Linked DNA regions of Gasterosteus aculeatus: region 1 is linked to region 2. Evidence: chromatin contacts called from public Hi-C data. All regions are on one chromosome and are shown on one strand. Each heading gives the region's core, a stretch centred on a gene start, on an enhancer-like site or on the middle of the called end of the contact. The rest is flanking DNA. Distances are from core to core; before and after follow the strand shown. Region 1 overlaps kcnh3 (potassium voltage-gated channel, subfamily H (eag-related), member 3). Region 2 holds the start of kcnh3 (potassium voltage-gated channel, subfamily H (eag-related), member 3).

Region 1 (2,960 bases), core at 426-2,925, 64 kb after region 2:
TAATTGGAATTGAACTCCTTACCGCTCCTCGCTGATTCCCCCCTGACATCACGTACCGAGAGACAATTGAATAAGAAAAAGCAACACTGATTGCAGCAGAAGCAGAAAAGAATGAAATACTGATGATGATAAATATACAACGATGAAAGATAAAGCGAAAAGCATGAGAAGCAGAGGAAAGAGGAAAGGGATAAACGCTAATGAAGAGCACTTAATAGAACATCGGCCCTCCGGTGTTCTCAGAAATCCGGTAATTGATGGAATATGCGGTGGTTGTATTTGTGGTGGACGTGAGTACAATAGAGAGTGTGTGTGTGTGTGTGTGTGTGTGTGTGTGTGTGTGTGTGTGTGTGTGTGTGTTGAGAGTGCAGGAACTCTTGTGTCCGCGTGCCCCCCGCTGGCACACCCGCGCCACTGCGTCACCGTGACGCACACCGGGACGCAACAGTTGGCTCACCGGGGGGGGGGGAGAGGTGCGGTGAGGGGGGGAGGGGGCTTTAATGACTCTCGCTTGGCCCGCAGGTGGACTGGGAGAGCAACGGCGGCCTGGTGAAGAAGCTGCCGTCGATCCGCGAGGACGAGGAGGGGGGCGACGACCCGCCGAACTCGGTGTCGCGCGCGCCGCGCTCCCCGCTGCGCCTCGGCCGCGGGCTCAACTCGCCGCTGCGCTCCCCTCTCCTGCAGCCGAGGCCGTTCCGCGCGCCCTCCGAGCACGGACGCCCCGCCACGCTGCAGATCCCGGTGGTCAGCTTCTGCAGCGCACCGTCCGAGCTCAGCCCGAGGTAACGCACGCGCGCGCGCACGCGCACACAACACAGAAGTAGCAGCCACTGATGCAGTGCATGTGTTGCTGCCATGGCAACGTGGTGTGGGACACTGGGGAGTCACGTGGCTTCCCGCAGGAGGGCGGATCTCTTTTCGTGTGTGTACACGGAAAGTGTCAAATGTGTGCACAGAGCTTAATGACTTCCTCAGCAGCCGACGCACGTGCGCACGCACACACACACACACACGCGCGCACTGTAATTAGGACTCTCGGCTGATTTACATTCCTCGTTTCACTCATTTTTCTGCTGCATAGATTCGTGGATGGCATCGAAACTGAGAGCAACTCCACCTCCTCACAGAAGTTTGAGTTCAGTCCCAGTATGTCACCTATTGCTCCGCCCTCTCCGTACCCAGGTAACACACACGCACACGCGCGCACCAGCCTCATTGACAGAGGAATAGTTTCATTTCTAGAGGATTAATGTTTGCTGTGTGTGCGTGTAGGAATCCGTGAGCACTCAGAGATCAAGCAGAGTGTGTCCAAACTAACTGAAGAGGTGAGTGCTCCATGATGATGATGAATTTATGAACTCAAAAAAGCTTTCAGTTTGTTTGTTTTATCATTTTGGTACGAAGCAGCCACTTAAAATATAATTTCCATGGACTGCCCGTCATTATTGGGTTTAGTTGTGTGTGTGTGTGTGTGTGTGTGTGTGTGTGTGTGTGTGTGTAACACTGATCTGCTCTCTCTCTCTCTCTCTCTCACCAACCAGATGAACAGCCTCTCCAAACAGGTCTTCACGCTCAGCCAGGAGCTGCAGGAAATGACGCGTCTGCTCAAGCCCCTCCTCCAAACTGCCCCGCAGCCAATCCTGATGACCATGATGCCAAATTGGACGCCGCCCCCGAGCAGCGCCGGCCAGCTGTCGACGGGCACCGGTCACGTGGTGCCGCCCGCCGCCACGCCCCGTCCCCCCCAGAGGCCTGGCACCCATTCCCTGTTGGACAGCGGGGACACGGAGGGCGTGGATTTGCCAGGGTGCCTTCTCCCGACTCCCCATTCACCAAAGACGCTTCACTCTCCTTCGGCGTCGCCGCAGCGCCCGGCCGACGTCAAGGGCCCCACCCTCTCCCCCATGTCCTCCCCGGACGAAGGTCTTCCCGATGGAGTCCTCCGAAACCTCCGCGCCTCCTCCAGTAACGGGATATATCTGCCCTCGCTGCAGGACCAGGACCTGCACCCCCCGGCGTCTCACACCCCTTCCCCCTCCCTCTCCTTCTCCATGTCCCTCTGCTCCTCGCCGTCCCTCTCCCCCTGCCGGGGCCCCCACCCACCTGGCGGCCGAGACAGCAGAGGCCTGCTGCCTCCGCCTCCCTCACAGGACACTCCCCCTCCTCCTCCCCCGTCCTGCCACTGCTCGGCTCCCCCCTCGCTCACGTCCTCCCCCGGAGTGCGTCAGCTGAGACCTTCCCGCTCCGCCCCCCTCCACCTGTCCCCCGTCCCCTCGTCTCTTGACTTTGTCAGTGCCCGCAGAAGGCAGAGGGACACCCAGAATGCACCTTGGCGTACCTCGCAGCCGCTCGGCGGGGGGGCCCGGCCCGCCGCTCGGCCCCAGGAGCTGGAGATGCACGAGTGGCGGCGCCAGGCGGAGGAGGCCGAGTCCTCCACGGAGCACATCAGCTTCATCGACGAAGAGGAGCCGGCGTTGTGAAACGGCTTCAAAACTGCGAGGCGACAAAAAGGAGGAAGAAAGAAAAAAAAAAAAATAGGAGTAGCAGAAAAAAACGAAAAGCGACGGGAACAACGAGCGGTGACCAAGACGGTGATTCGTCCCGCAGGTTAACAGGAACACGCCGGAGACGATGTCTGCAGAACCACAACAGCACAACTTGTGCCAAGAATGGACGCGTCTTCACCCCAGACATTTAGAATTTAAAATCTCCCTCCCTCCCCCGCACCACACACACACACACACACACACGTCGGTCAACAAAAGGACACACACACACACAACGAGCAGAGGAGCAGAAGCCAAAGACACCGAAGCAGGATTTGGGGAAGCGGCGTGGGGACAAATTCCCGAATCACGCATAGAACTGTCCATCACTCGTCCAGCTTCAGCCATTCGTGCCTTCTCCACACAGAGAGTCCCCCTAAAGTCCGCCACCTGCCAGTCACAGGGCGTCCACAT
Region 2 (2,770 bases), core at 71-2,570:
TTCATTAGAGAAGACGTGAAACTAGAGATTGAAACATAAAACTGTCCATTATGGAGAATGCAGTACCGAATGTTATTAAGAAGCTTGTCCTTTTACAGGTTCCCTCACCCTGAGGTCAATGGTTTGTTAGTTGTTTTTGGCTGAAACAAGGCGAGTGGTTGAGTGTTGCATTAGGGGCAACACAGAACGTTCAGAACTCAGTGGACCAAAAAAAACCATCACAAAATGTCACTACGACTTACACAATTAAATACACAACGAGCAGGTTTTTCAACCTGTGTTGTTGTTTTAATGTTAACAAATAGCTGACAGCACTCGGGAGTGGATTTCAGAATTTTTGTTTGAAAATGGGTCACAATGACTGTGAATTTTTTGGATGAATGTATAACCATAATGTACATTGTAAACAGTGCCGTGCCAGCCCAAAGTTTGGAAACACTTTCTCAAATGAGCAGAAAGCGAATACAGATGTATTTAACACATTTTAGTTGACAAATGTGGCCCTTGTTTATGTTTATTGTGTATACATGTTTTCTATGTACTTACATCAGTGTCTTGCAATTGAAAATCTAAAAAACATCTTTGTTTTGTACCAGAAATAATAACCATTGTCGTATTGAGTCAATATCAATATTGCAAGGCTATTACTAAAACAATGACCATTTTTGAAAATGAATCATTTAATATATATTTTAACCACTGACCTAATGGAAACAATATTTATTAGTGTTTTATATTGAGGACAACACCTTTCCTGCTCTTCCTATCTGTGGTTTGACCATTTGGAAATCCCTCCTCTTTTCCATGTGAGCAGAAGTTGCGCTGCGTCACCAGAAGATGTCAGAATCTCACTGTGCGTCCTGAAGAAGCGAACGGCTTCCTGGTGCCCCGCGGCCATGTGGTCCTGAGGAGAGGTGAGGAGGCGATCATCTCGCGGTCCAAGGAAACCTTAAAACCAAATCCCATATAGCCGCCCATTTAGAACTCCGGGAATTGAACCCGCACTGCAGAACGCAGCCGGGTGCGATCTCGCGTTTTACTCAAACGGCACACTTGGATCAACGCGTTCTGGATCTACTTTATCTTATCACACGGAGAACCCCACGTGTCACGGGGGAATACCGAGTGCTTCTAAAACATCACCCCTTTGTTGACCCCCCCCCCGCTCGGAAACAGGACCGCGGCTTGGCGAGAACCTGGGAGGCGTCACGTGACTCTGCATCTGCTCTCAGTAGTGGCACAATAACCACGCAACGAGAGAGAGAGAGAGAGAGAGAGAGAGAGAGAGAGGAGGGAGAGAGGGGTGAGGGTGAGGGGGGGAGTCGAGGAGGAGCTAGCAGCGATAGGATTCACTCCACGCGCCATCAGCGCCAACAACCTGCAGCCTGCCCCTCCATCCTCACCTCTCTCTCTCTCCAGCGCGCGCCTGCCTTCCCAGGACGCACACTGGCGCTTTCGCCGTCTGTCTTCTCCCCCACCCGTCGCAAGGTGCGCAGGTGCGTCCCCACGGCGGCGAGTCCCCGCTCTGCGCTTGGTTGATTATGGTCACAACCCCCGCGGTGCCAAGGTGGAGTCACCGCGCGTATCTCGGATCGGTGCGCTTCTCCAGGGGCTGGGATGCGCACCGGGCACCTCTCGCTTCCTGCCTAGTTTTGGGTCCGAGCAGGACTCGAGCTCTGCCCCGGGGCGCCGGAGCAGGAGGACCCAGTCGACCCGGAGCAGGATGCCGGTGATGAGAGGGCTGCTGGCCCCGCAGAACACCTTCCTGGACACCATCGCCACCCGCTTCGATGGCACCCGTGAGTAACGATCCGTTCGACGCTTCACGGGGTCACGTGTGACACAAGAACTTTCTCTAAGATGCAAGTTCAAAAGTTAAATGCACATGTTATGAGAAGATATAATATGCACCTGTCTCAACAAGGCTACATGCAAATAGGCCACAGAGAAGCAACTGTAACTTCCAGCACAGCCTTCTGACGGCAGTGTGGCGATGACCCCTGAGGTTTTCCTCTACATCCCAGCTGGGGTTTTTTTTCTCTTCTCTTGTACATTTCAGGACTTCCTCCCAGTTCCTCTGTGCACCACCGTGTCTGTTTTGCGCACGACTTCCCTCTGTGTCGCCTCTATTGATTCACACGTCTCACCAGAGAGGTTGCCCAACAAACCCAAAGCCTTTTGTGCCTCGCTTCTCCAGAGGAGCCGGTGTTCTTCTGATCTCCATCGTAAGCGAGCGGCTGAAATGATGCTGGAGAGAGAGGGAGAGAGAGAGAGAGGGAGGGAGGGAGGGTTGACATGAGCAGATATCTTTTTGTCTTTGTCGAGAGTGTGTCTTGTGAGCAGATGCGATGAGCAGCCCGCGTGTGTTTGGCCCCATGCTGGATGGGTGGGCGGGTGAGAGATGCTTCTATTGCGGCGTGTTGATTATTCAGGCCCATGGGAGTCTGCGAGTGGGGTGAGCCAGCGCCCCCCCCCCAGAACCAGCTACGCGTGGCAGCATAATGGGGGGGGGGGGGGGTGAAGCTCATTTGACTTCAGCGAGTCGTCAAAAGAGCAGCTCCAGCTCTCGGGTCCTCTCCTCTGTGGCTGTCGTCCAACGGCCACATTTAAATGCTCTGACTGGCATGCAAAGTGAGGTGTTGGTGCTGGATCTGCCCGTCAGGGGGAAAGACACAAATGTCTTCTCTGTGCCGCCTTGTCCTTTATCCTCACACTCGAATACTTCCCGTCTATAAGCACCCCCCCCCCCCCCCCAACATTTCTTGGAGGA

The links. A called contact is a pair of places that touch in the nucleus more often than the background predicts.
Region 1: a contact with region 2 is called in a Hi-C map of liver, with 2.4 times the contacts expected there. The contact joins the enhancer-like site here to the promoter of kcnh3 in region 2. A contact is called at or near these places in 4 of 6 Hi-C or Micro-C datasets (liver, skeletal muscle and whole body).

The regions. Positions count from the first base shown.
Region 1 is chr16:17,296,621-17,299,580 of fGasAcu3.hap1.1, forward strand. It overlaps kcnh3 (potassium voltage-gated channel, subfamily H (eag-related), member 3), which reads left to right. Exons shown (of 15, transcript XM_040201957.2): 12 at 523-782; 13 at 1,082-1,182; 14 at 1,273-1,325; 15 at 1,542-2,960. The coding sequence ends at 2,480. Among protein-coding and RNA genes, the nearest start is that of LOC144388770, 4.2 kb to the left of the region's middle. Within about 2 kb of position 1,676, at least 9 of the 9 cell types and tissues checked have open chromatin away from gene starts, as enhancers often do. A contact at or near this core is called in liver, where this site is marked.
Region 2 is chr16:17,233,424-17,236,193 of fGasAcu3.hap1.1, forward strand. kcnh3 (potassium voltage-gated channel, subfamily H (eag-related), member 3) reads left to right here and starts at 1,321. Exons shown (of 15, transcript XM_040201957.2): 1 at 1,321-1,799. The coding sequence starts at 1,724.